Regions from separate parts of the Macaca mulatta genome. Here region 1 is linked to region 2. Evidence: chromatin contacts called from public Hi-C data. All regions are on one chromosome and are shown on one strand. The core of a region is the stretch at or near the end of the contact, and the rest is flanking DNA. Distances in the headings are between cores, read along the strand shown. Region 1 holds the start of LOC144330202. Region 2 holds the start of ARHGAP5 (Rho GTPase activating protein 5).

Region 1 (6,854 bases), core at 2,244-4,743, 120 kb after region 2:
TTATATTTATCTCTATATATCTATATATAGAGATATCTCTCTATATATAGAGAGAGATAGGGAGGCTGGGGTCTCACTAAGTTGCCCATGTGGTCTTGAACACTTGGTCTCAAGGGGTCCTCCCACCTTGGCCTCACAAAACTCTGGGACTTCACCAGGCCTACAACCATTTGTAAAGATTTTTTTTCCCCAATGGATTTATCTCCTGCCAACCTTCAAACATTTCTTTTTCTTGTATGTGCTAAGTCTTTTCCCTCTTTTCAGAATGGAAAGAGTTTATAAGTAGTCATCCGGGAATGCAGCTTAACTCTGAAGGCCCATATAGCTTGTAGGGACATCAAGTTCATGACCCTGTAACTCTGATCGTCCTTCTAACTATAGATTCTTCTGACCATGTATCCTTTAATAAGCTGATTAGTTGTAAGGTTTTAAAGAGAGAACATGAAAGAATTTTTATATTCTTCTTCAAATCATAAAATTGAACATCGATTTACTGCTTCCTAGCTTTGAAGTCACAAAGCAGAAACAGCTTATTGGAAAGACAGCATTATGAGAAATATATCAAACCACATTTGATTTGTAATTGGGCAATTTAACTCAACAGGAATGTCGTTTTTGCCTAATTTTTTTGAGGGATACCTCAAATAGTGTTTTTATTACTTTTCAAAAGCTGTGAAAGAAAAGAATTACAACCACAAACACGGAAAAAGATAGGCTTAGCAATAATTCCTGTGGGCTTACCTTTCTGTTCCTTTTTCTGTTTTTGGCTCAGCAATACCAGAAACTCGTATGATTTCACACTATTTTCTTTTGATACATCAGAAAATTGGATACCAATTAAAATTTTTCTCAATTACTGATTTTTAGTAGGTTTCTACTTCAAAATATTGTTTTCAGGAAGGGGTAAAACGACCAGAGGAAGGAGAAAAAGCAGCAAAACTCCAGTTATTGGTAAATGTGCCATAGTCCTCATTCAAGGTGCCGTTTTAACGCAACACAGGCAAACATTTGCCCTTCACTTACTTCAATATATGAAATACTGTAACCAAATAAATACCAGAGGCTTTGATCTTTGGCCCTCATCTCACAACGCTCAGGGATATGACTTGAACAGTATGATTTTTGCTGTAGTTAAAAATGAGAATATTTAACACTAACAGAGTATTTCTTGACAGTAGGTCTGTCCTGTACGTTTGTATTCTAACAGGGTTAGGATTAGAGTGCCGGGAGGTATAAGGACGTACAAGAATGCTTCTCCAGTTCAACTCTAAGGGAACGATGTAATTCCTCAAATTCACCTCTCAGCCTGTTTTTCAGCGTTCCTGTGTTTGGCTGCCAGGGGCGAAAGTAGCGGTCGAGGGAAGACACCTGTGAAGGGGCGTGGCTACTCGCCCGGGCTCCTCCGTCCCCTGACCCCAGAGGCCCCTGCGCAGAATGGACGGAGGAGTTGCTGTACTAGAGCGGTGTGGCCGCCCTGTCCAAGTCCTCAGCTCCCGACCCGACGGGCGCCTGTGCACACCGGCAGGAGACAGTCACGCAGATGCCAGTGTAGTCCACGGCAGCTTAGAACGTGGTGCCGACCGCTCCAGAACTGAGTGGTCGAGTCGTTGTAAGGACTCTCCCAGAGAGTTGAACTCTGGGCTCACTTCGGCAAAGTCTGTTGGCACAAGGCCCCAGTGTCACTGGCGAAATATCGGTGAAAATTTCCATGTTTTGGGGAGGACCCCTGCTGGACCTAGTGACCTAGCGGGCCAGCCGCCTCCCTAGCTCCCAGAGAGGCTTCGGAGAGACGCCAAGCGCTCCAGACCGGCGCGGTCCTCCGCGCTCCACTGCTGCCGCACGGACTGCCAGGCTCCCAGCATGCTCCGCAGGCTGAGCTCCGCAGCAAGAGAACTCAAAGCCCCGGGCCTGGGTCCCACGCGGGGCCCCTTACCCAAGGTGCCCCGGGCGCTCATTTGCATGTCCCACCCAACAGGCAAACCTACAGGTCAGTCGCGGCCGAGTACGGCCTGGCGGTCAGAGCACCAAACTTACGAGCCTTGTGATGCGGTTCTATTGCATGAAATTCTCCTAAAGGCCCCAAGATGAACGGGAAAGCGCGCGGTTCGCTCACCGTAACTAAAACAGGTGAGAGACTCCCGTGCCTTATAAGGCCTGTGGACGGAGACAATTGCGTGCTCGCTTCGGCAGCACATATACTAAAATTGGAACGATACAGAGAAGATTAGCATGGCCCCTGCGCAAGGATGACACGCAAATATGGAACGCTGTGAAGCGTTCCATATTTTTGCGTAGTCTTCGATAATCATTTCAATATCTGCTAACTAGCACTAAGGAAATAGTGTGAATCTAAGCAAAAATGGGTGGCACCCAATGACGAAATTGTGGTTTTCATTACAAAAAACTTGTGTAAGGAGATCTATGAAGTGGGAAGGGAGCAGAGTCACCCGTGGAATGTCGTGTGCGAATATATCGTTAATGCGCATTTTGGAAATGGAGAAAGGTCACCTTGTGCCTTCTTCATTGAACTTTTCATTCTGAAATAGACTTACGGTCTTGTCTCCCCAAACAACACAAACTCCAGAGCCCCAGCTTGTTTGGCTTTTGTTCAATAGAAGACCACCTGGCATATGAATTGTTCAATGACTCCTTACTAAATCTTTCCTAAACTAATAAATCTCTACTAAAGGAAGGAAACGTTAGCGCTCATTTCTGGCGCCTACTTTGTGCCATTCTCCATCATTTTAGACCTGAGTGCTTACATCCTTTTTCTCTTAGACTGCGAGCTGCACAAAGGAAAGGAATGCTACTAAGGACTGGTATTATTGGAGGTCAATGTTGGCCTTTGCCTATAGATTTAAGAGCTCCAGGACCCATTTGAATACTGGCCACAAGTAGCAAGGCCATTCTGGATCTGTTTTCACGAGTCTTCTGTTTTCATGTATCCTCTAAGAAGTACTTAGAAAGGCCGGTTTACATAAATCGGACAGATTCTGTGATGGGAAATTCGATTAGGAGGAATGTTCATTGCCCAGCCTGAAAGCATATTTTACTCAATGAAAACAAGTATTTGGATGCAGATAGGAGGATCACCTGGGTAACTTAATAGTAACGTGACTGGGCGCCTTGAAGATGGAGGCTGTGGAGGAAGGGAGCCCACCGGGAGACAGAACCGGTGGGAGGCCCAGACAGCGTCGTAGATGTCCACTAGGCTAAGTCCGCGAGCAGGAAAATGCAGGTCCAGAGAAATCTTGAACAGCCTCCACAAACACCACCGTGTCTTGTCCAGCAACCTTCGTGAACCGCGAAAATATGGAACGCTTCACGAATTTGCGTGTCATCCTTGCGCAGGGGCCATGCTAATCTTCTCTGTATCGTTCCAATTTTAGTATATGTGCTGCCGAAGCGAGCACGCAATTGTCTCCGTCCACAGGCCTTATAAGGCACGGGAGTCTCTCACCTGTTTTAGTTACGGTGAGCGAACCGCGCGCTTTCCCGTTCATCTTGGGGCCTTTAGGAGAATTTCATGCAATGGAACCGCATCACAAGGCTCGTACGTTTGGTGCTCTGACCGCCAGGCCGTACCCGGCCGCGACTGACCTGTCAGGTTTACCTGTTGGGTGGGACATGCAAATGAGCGCCCGGGGCACCTTGGGTAAGGGGCCCCGCGTGGAACCCAGGCCCGGGGCTTTGAATTCTCTTGCCGTGGAGCTCAGCCCGCGGAGCATGCCGGGAGCTACCAACGCTGCGGCCGCCTCGGACCGCGCGGCGGGGTCCAGCGCCCAGGCGAGCTGGAGACACCGTGATAACGAGGCTCCTGCGGCACCGGGAGGGCCGGCCCGGGGTCGGCGCGACACCTTTAGAACAGGTCGTTTCACCATAAACTTCCTCTGACGAGTAATTCTTTTTAAAAAAGTAATTAACCTACCATTATCACACCTAGAAAAGTTAATTCCTTAATGGCACCTAATATTCAGTCTACTTTCAAATTTCCTTATTTCAGAAATTCCTTATTACAGTCGAATTGTCACAAAGATTCAAACAAGGTCCCACGTTGTATTTGGTTGCTACCACCCTGGGTCTCTGTTGTCCTCTAATTGCCCTCGCCTCGTTTTTCTTCATGTCATTCATATACTGAGGGATATTTGCCCTGTGGAATGTCACAGATCTTGGGATTTGGCCCATTACTTACGGATAGTGTCGTTTAACTTGTTTCTCTAGCCTCCATGTTTCTTGAAAATTTATAGTTAGGGGTGATGGACTCATTCGATTCTGGTTCAGTTGTGTTGTGTTTTGTTTTGAAGCCCGCACGGCTTCAAACAGTGGTAGGGTGTGTGCTTACTGCACCTCAGCGAGAGTCGTGTATCTGCTGGCTGTCCCGGTGTGAGTGATGCCTACCCCTAACCTGTGGGTGCAGGTGGTCAGCCGTCTGACCCCTCACACTATAAAGTTTCCCAGAAATCTTTCCTTTAATGGTTTTAGGATACACCCATGAACAATATCCAAGTAGAAGGTCTGGTCTGGTGGTTTGCTTGCTTTTTGTTTTGTTTTGAGGACACATTGTAATTGTACATATTTACGGGGTGCAATTTGATGTTTCGATACATATCTATGTTGTATAACGATCCAACCAGGGTAATGTATCCACCATCTCATGCATTTATCCTTTCTCTGTGGTGAGAACATTCAGTAGCCTCTCTTCTAGTTATTTTGTGGTATACAAAATTTTACTGTTAACCGTCTTCACCCTACTGTGCAATAGAATATCAGAATTTTTTCCCTCTTCTTTAATTGTAGCTTTGTACCCATTAACCAATGTTTATAAACAAACATTGTGAGTTTGTGAGTTATAAGGATGTAACCCCATGGCCTATGGTGGCTAAGTTCTGTATCCCCTGGGAGAGATTGAGAGAATAATAAGATCAGGGAAATAAATTAGGAAAGAGTGTTGATACCACTTGAGTCTCTGGATCATTTGATCCTATGACCAGGTGCTTTCCATAGTTGTTGGGTTACTTGTTCTAGGAAATTACTTTTCTTAGGCTAGATTAAAGTTGTTTTTGCCAAATGCAAATAGGAGATCTTAAACATTTTTGAGTTCAGCATGTCTTCACACTGCACACTTGCAACATTAAAACCCTATTGGCTTCTGCTAAACTCAAAACTATTTAAGATCCCGTATTTGCATTTTGAGAAAAACAACTCTGGTATTAGTACCCGCGGTTAAGTATGTATGAATTTCCAATCACTTTTTTTTTAGGAGGAAATAGTGTTCTTTATCAAATCTTTATAGGAAATTTATGAGGTAGGTGGCTATTTAAGTAAATAATATTTTGTATGATTTGACTCATTTGAGAAGGATGAGTTTTTTTTTGAGACGGGAGCCTCACTCTGTCAACCAGGCAGGAGTGCAGTGGTGTGATCTCGGCTCACTTCAACCTCCGCCTCCCAGGTTCAAGTGATTCTCGTGCCTCACCTTCCCAAGTAGCTGGGACTACAGGCCTGTGCCACCATACCCCGTCTATGTATTTTTAGCAGAGACGGGGTTTCACCATGTTGGCCAGGCTGGTCTCGAACTCCTGACCTCAGGTGATTCATCCGTCTCGGCTTCCCAAGGTGCTGGGATTACAGGCGTGAGTCACCGCGCTCTGGCCCCCCACCCTCACCATGAGCCTTGCTTAATAGGCATTATTAACAAATTGGCTTTAAGAAATTAAAGGATTTTTTCAATGAGACAAATGTTTTATTTTTATATTCTGGAACATTTGAACTCATCAATAAACATAATTTTCATTATTTACATTAACTGAAATAAAACAACTACCTTTTCTTTGTGACATGTAAAACTATGGTGCATTTCGCAATCAATGACATTTTAGATCCAAAGAGATGTATCTTATTTTTTGGAAGAGGAAACTGAGGCTGATATAAGTGTAGTGACCTCCTTGGGCAAGATTGGCCACTGGTCCTACCATCTTCTTATGCCAAATTCATTGCTCTTTTTACTGCACCACTTGTAGTATTACGAGGTCATACTATTTGCAGTAAACTACAAAGAAAAAGATAAAGCCTGCCATTTTACAATTATGTTTCTGAGTTCTGCTCATTTGACTGCAACAAAACAGCACACACTATATAGAAAGCTGACCTTGTTCTTTTTCTTTTTACTCACAGAAAGGGCACATTCAGTGATGTGACACAATTGAAAGTAAAAAACCACAGGTCATTTCCTCTTCAGGAATTTTGCTCTAATTAAAAAGAAGAAGAAACTCATCCTAAATCCTCACATCCTCTTTAGCAAGGAACAGATGAGTCATTTAGAACCACAGCATCAATGACCAGCGTCACCTGGTGTGAAATTGGTGAACTCCAGGTGGGGAACAAAGGTTCAACCTGGTCGGCAGGTTGCAATCACAAGAGCTTTTAAAAATACAAGTGACTGAGTCCTCCCCTGGAGATTCTGGCTTTGTTGTTTTTAGACAGGGTCTTCACTATGTTGCTTAGGCTGCTCTGGAACTCCTGGGTTCAAGTGATCCTCCTGCCTCAGCCTCTCAAGTAGCTGGGCTTTCAGGTGCACACCACTGTGCCTGGCAAGAGATTCTGATTTAATTGCCAGAGTGTCTGTGAGATATCTTTTTGCATTCTCTCTCTGCTTCTCTGTTTCTCTCCATGCCTCCTGTGAGCTCTCAGCCTTTGTAAGATCTTCTTTGGGCTTGTCAGCACCCTTCTTTCTTTTCTGTCTTCTTTGTTTTCCATGAGACACACTACATCAGGTGAAGCTTGTTTCAAGTTCACCACCAGGCCGCTTTCTTTGCTATTGGCTTCCTTTTATGGCCACACTTCCTTCCCTCATA
Region 2 (6,024 bases), core at 530-3,029:
GTTTCTTTCCGTACCCTTCTTTCCCACCTACAATTTGTAACTGAAAGAAAGAAGTAGCTACAGACCTTACCTAACCTACTCTTAACCTACTTGGTAGGGAGGATTCAGATGCTCGAATAAGGGATTTTAGTCATGCCTTTTAGAAATTAGGGAGCAAGAGATATATAGAAAAATTAGAAATGTCTCTTCTACCTTTATTAAGTTTACCTTTGAGAAATATGAACAGGGGCAGAAGGACGGAAAAACAAACAGAACTTCTGCTGGAATATTGTGACAGATTTACTGACAAATATTTTCTAACAGATTTTTACCAACAGGCAGTTTTTGTTTTCTTTACTGACAGACCGTAAATGTACTTCTGGTTGGCAGCAGCTGCATCATTATAACACTAAAAAGCAACCTTGGCTAACTTCATTACCTTATGTAACGTAAAAAATAAAGAATAACTTGAATTTAAAATACTTTTTATATGTTTACTAACAATAAACTATTTTCAATGCAGGAAATAAATCTTTCCCCAAAGAGGAATCCCCCCTCAATTACTTTCTTTTAGACTTAACAAATTGGAGTAGATGTGGTTTTGCTCATTCTTTTATCTGCTGGCAACTATTTTAAGTCTCCTGTGTAAGGCAGATTCCGATGACCTCGGGAAAGTCACAGGACCTCAGTTTCTTCAATGGTAAAAGCAAAGGCAGTGGTTTCGACCGTCCTTTCTCACTGCACCATTCAGCGCCAGTGCCCTCATGAGAAACACACCCAAAGCCCAGTGTGCTCTATCTCGAGACTTGTGAAATTTCTAGAGTCTCAAAGTATGTTTAAGGCGGTATAATAAAAGCCAGGTGGCCGACAGTTCCTAAAGTTAGGCTGGTAGTGGCGTGAACAGGGTCTTTTGGGCCACCCTGAGACCCGCCCCAAGTCTTGGCTTCTCGCTCCACTTCCACAGAACGTACTGAATCAGGGGCCTGCATCCCCGCGTGGTGCCGGCGGAGAAATGGACTCCTTTTCTCGCTCCTGTGGAGTTTCGTCTTCTGGGTGAGTGTGGCACCGGGTCCTGGGCGGGTGATGTCTGTAGTTGGCAAGCGATCCTCAGCCAGAAAACTGGCCGCGCACACAGGCGGAGACACGCGAGCATGTTCCTGCGAACCAGCTTGGGCGCATGTTTTCCTCCCTTGCATTCTCTAATGCTCAGAGACCGTAAGGGGATTTATCGAGAAGCATTCGGTGCCCATGCCCGGTTTGAAACCGCGAGCACAATATCTGGTTCCTTTGCAGTACGGTGGTTTGCTCCTGAGTTACGACCAGAAACCGGAACAGAAGGAAAGGGAGAAAGCAGGGGAGGTTCGGGGACGACGGCGCTCCGGGCAGCAAGGCAGCAGCTTCCAAAGCGTGGAGGATGGGACTGAGGAGGAACGGAATACGGAGAAAGAGGGAAGCTGAGGAAAAATACTCACGCCAATGGGTAAAAGGGAAAAGGTGAGAAGGAATGGAGTAGGAGAGGGAACCAATGGTGGGAGAGGCGGAGGAAGAAGGGGGAGGGGCAGAAGCCAATGGGGGAGCGGAGAGGAGGGGGAAGCAGAGGGGAGGAGGGAGCGGGGACGCGAGCGAGGACGCGGTCCCGCGCGCTCGCCCCCTCCCTCCGACTGGATCGCTCGCGCCTTCCCAGGCTCCCGGGAGACGAGGGCAGGGGCGGGGCCGTGCCGGGCGCGCGGCGCGGGAGGTGTCGCGAGGTGAGGGGGCGGGGGCGGGGGATTGTGGGGCCGGCAGCGCGGGTGCGCGCGCGCGCGCGTCCCGAGCAGGCTGCGCCGCCGCTCCGCCCCCGGTCGGGTGTGTGGCTGCGCGCGCCGGGAGAGATGCTGAGGTAAAGTTCGGGGAGAGAGGGAGAGAAATCCGTCAGCGCGAGGGAGCCCGAGTGGCCGCCATTACTGAGCCCGGCGCGGCGGCGGGCGCTGGGGAAGGGGGGAGGGACGGGGCCAAGGCTGGTGGCGGGAGGGAGGGAAGAAGGGTGGGTGAGCTGGCTGCGGGAGCCGTGGGGCTCAGGGTTTCGGGGCGTGTGTGTCGGGGAGGGCGGGGGGAGGTGGCTGAAGGGACGCGCCGCTCGGTGAACGCGCCGGGGAAGAGAGGCGAGCGGAGAGTGGAGGAGGAGGTGGCGGCGGCGGGAGCGCTCCCCAGGAATGTCGCTGCCGCCGCCACCGCCGGGGCCGCTGCCGTTGAGGTGGAGACCGAGGAGACCGACGTTGTTAGGTAGGACCTTGCGGCTCCCGCTCCTCCGAGCCTGCCTGCCCCCTCCCAGACGGGGACCCTCCTGCGGCTAGCTGCCCCGCTCGGTCGCCGCTGCCGGTTGTAACCAGTTGAAGGGGCTGGGGCCCCGCGGCCGCCGAGGGGAGCCTGGCGTTGCATTCGGTTTTCGCAGGCCGGGCGGGCAGCAGCTGCAGCGTTAGGGATACGGTCGGCGTGAAGGGCAGAGAGGCCGGGGGAGGGGGTGCTTTCTCCACAGGTGACGGGGCCAGGGTCGGCGGAGGCCTGGTGCTGGCCGGGGATCGCCGGCCCCGCCAGGCGTCCGCTCTCGCCCGTCGCCTCACTTGCTCGGGTCTCGGGTGGTCCATCGGGAGGGGAGGTGGCGGTGTCCGTTGGCCGGGTTGCTGCTGTTAACGAGTTCCACCTGGAAGGGGGTACACGGGGCGGGTGGAGATTCTCAGAAACAGTCTCGGTTGCAAACTTAAACGCCTTGTAGGGGGATCGGCCCTTTCACTTTCCCTCATCTCCCCGACTCCTCCCTGGGTTCTCTTCACCAATTTTCCATCCGCTTTGAAGCTTGGAGTAAGATCTGAGAAGTTGTACTGCGCAACCAGAGCCCAGAGTCCTATGGGCTGACTGCGACTGGGTTGAGGCTTTGATACTGAGTTTTCGCTAGAATAACCTCCAGATTCTTCTTCTCTTTCCACTAAAGAAAAGTATCGGGGTGGGGGTGGGGAGCCGCGCGGGAGCGCGCGCGCACTTATCCACACAGAAATACTCCCTCTCACCCTCCCTCTCCAGCGTTATTAGAAATGCAGGAGAGCTGAAGGCACGGGGGTAGCTGAGGTTGAAAGGTGCACGGAAGTAAGGGCAAACTGTTATTAGGACATTTAGTAAAATCCCGAGAAAGTTGTAGGGGAGACGCTTATACTTCTACCATGTGATAGAAATTCGGATTTGGCCATAGCTTAATAAATGGGAATTCAAATATTTTGAGACAGAGCAAGATAGGCATATAGATGGGTTTGTGCTCACGTTTTAAGTTTAAATTCTCATCGATCATTTACTTTTTCCTTTGTGATAGGTGGGAAACTGAATTTAAAAAAAAATATTCAGGTGTAAAACAGCAAAATGCTTCGCTGTATTTACTAGTACTTGCTTATGTTGCCTTCTACAGGTGGCGGGTGGTGGGGGGGGTCGAGTTTGTCAGTTCCTCTTAAGTCCAGAACCAGTATTCAGTTAGAACAGTTAGGTGTTAGGTGGTGTTTATCCGCCTGAAGGATCTGGTTCACTTCATGGGAGATTGCTCTACATTTCCATTTAAAATGGTTCTCCTAACAAAAATTTCATCTAGATGCAACATTTGGAATAATGTTTGGTTTAAAAATATGTTAATGAAACCTTTTGCTGTTAATTCCAGTTTATTTGTACTTTAATACCATAAAACGGTATTCTTATTCAGTGTTTGTAGATAACCATACTAACCGTATAGGTAACCTACTGGACAGTTTTCTGAGTAAGATTTTGCTTTCATTTTAAATTCCTTTCTCATTTTTTGCTTTCATCTATCCTTTGTATACTAATTGACCTCCATTACCTTTATCTATAGTACAAAGAGTGGTAAGTATGTGTCACCAAAAACTTGCAAAGATACTGGAGCAATTTATGACTAAACACACTGGAGTGAAAGGCTGCGCATACCTATGCTTGTAACTTTCAAGAAATAGCACTATTGATCTAATTGACTTAAAGTGGAATCAGACGGTACAGATGATTAAATAACTATTGATTTGGTTGTCTTGTGTAGGCTACGTTTTTAAACCCAGATCAACATGTCTTATTTTGCCATTCTCTGTGCATTAATTATTAAGAGTACTGGGGAGTGAAGTGGGTTACCCTTTGATGTAAGAATTGTGGCAGAATTCTGTTATCTTTATGAGTTTTGTAGTGCCCCTCCCCATTTAAACGACCTTAGCAATTTTTAAAATGTGTTCCAAAATTATTACCTTAATTATGTCACAAAATACTTAAGTGTTTTGAAAACCGTCTTCCCTTCTTACTTGTGTTTGAAAAGCGTATTAGCACATTTTTTTGGAGAGTTATTTTGACCTTGAAAGGTAAGATTATTTAAGGAATGAATATTGTATTTGCATTCCATTTTTGGATTTGAAGTAGCGATACAGCTTATAATAAGTTTTCTAACTCACTTTTTTAATTGAAGAAAAAGGTCTCATAAAGACTTTACTAAACTTTTCCATCATTAGCAGGATGTAAGATGAGTGTTGGCCTTTAGTGATCACTTCTTAAATATGAAATGGCATAATAGAGATTTTCTTGGTAGCTACAGAATAAGTTTTGTCACAACTCTAGTTTCCACAGATACTATTTTAAGAACTATTTATTTGGGTTGTATGGTCCGCAGTTTTTTCTTTGCATACCAAGAAGGTGTGCAGTAATATAATTGGCTGAAGAAGCATTGTACAATGTTCTGTTTTAGTGATGTCTATGTCTCTAAAAGATACTTGTAATATATATTTACAGTACACCAAGGGAATTTAATTTCTAAAAGAACTGTGAAGAAACATCAATAAAGTGATTCATCATTCAGTAATTTGAGTAATCAGGCTCTTAAGTGCAGGCTTTTGTCGATCATTTTATTGAAGTAGGAAAAACCATATTAGAAATTAAGAAAAACGCTTCAATGCTAAGAATTTTAAGTACGAACTTTAATTGGTTTTCAAACTCTGTTCCTTGGATTCCTGTGGGTTTTTTCCTAGATTCCTTGAGACTTCCTATGACAACCCACCCTCCCAAACCAGGACAGCTTTTGTTTTTATGTATTAAATGTATTGTATTTAAATATAAGAATATTTAACTTAAATATAAGAAAAATATTTATTATTTAAATATAAGAAAAATAGCTAATGGGTACTAGGCTTAATACCTGGGTAACAACAAACCCCCTTGACATGAGTTTACCTTTATAACAAACTGCACGTGTCCCCCTGAACTTAAAGTTTAAGAAAAAGCCCCTAAAAAAAAAAAAACCATCTACATTAACTTTTTTTAAGTCTCTGATTTGTTATTCATTAGTTCAGATTACTTTTATTTAGCGCTTACTATGTGCCAACCCTGGAATTACCAAGATAAATTAGATACAGGTATAATAGCTCAAGCTGTGTAAAGGAGTAAATAGTTAAAAGTATTAAGATGTGAAGAAAAAAGAATGCCTGTTTTTCTCAGGACCTCTGGGAATCCTTCATAGAAGAAGAAACATTTTGAGTTTTAATTGCAAGTAGGAGTTTAGATGTAAGAGAGAACCAAAAAGGATAACCTTTTTTTTTTCCCCCTACTGTGTTTTGGAAGCTGTCTACAATACTTAGATTTGCAGTGAAATGAAACAGATTGTTAATGCTTGGTCATATATGTATGTTTTACTTCGTAGAATTATTACTTGGGAAAAAGAGCATAACCTCGTAATTTCATGGTTAAAATTTGACTAGTATGTCACTTGCTTAGAGTCTCAAGCTTTTCATCATGAAGAGTTAATGGTAAAAATAGATATTCATTTTTCTAGTGTTAGATTAGCCTTAGCTTGTTTTATTATCCCTGACCAATATTTTATTGAGCAGCGAGGCACTGAGTGATACAAAAAGTATAAAATATTACTCCCTTAAAAGATCTTTTAACTTTTGTGGAGAGACAGCGAGCATGACACTTTAAGAATTTGAGGTATATACAGGGAAATACATACTGATTTAAAAGTTAGTAGAAGGGAATTTAGCTAAA

The links. A called contact is a pair of places that touch in the nucleus more often than the background predicts.
Region 1: a contact with region 2 is called in a Hi-C map of fetal cortical plate, with 4 times the contacts expected there. The contact joins the promoter of LOC144330202 here to the promoter of ARHGAP5 in region 2. A contact is called at or near these places in 4 of 14 Hi-C or Micro-C datasets (CD4 T cells, fetal cortex germinal zone, fetal cortical plate and 1 more).

What each region holds. Positions count from the first base shown.
Region 1 is chr7:105,296,534-105,303,387 of T2T-MMU8v2.0, forward strand. It overlaps LOC144330202, which reads left to right and starts at 3,494. Exons shown (of 2, transcript XM_077940884.1): 1 at 3,494-3,868. The coding sequence starts at 3,532. It overlaps LOC114679738 (U6 spliceosomal RNA), which reads right to left and starts at 3,413; the gene lies at 3,307-3,413. It also overlaps the pseudogene LOC114680083.
Region 2 is chr7:105,177,704-105,183,727 of T2T-MMU8v2.0, forward strand. It overlaps ARHGAP5 (Rho GTPase activating protein 5), which reads left to right and starts at 1,780. Exons shown (of 7, transcript NM_001198663.2): 1 at 1,780-1,858.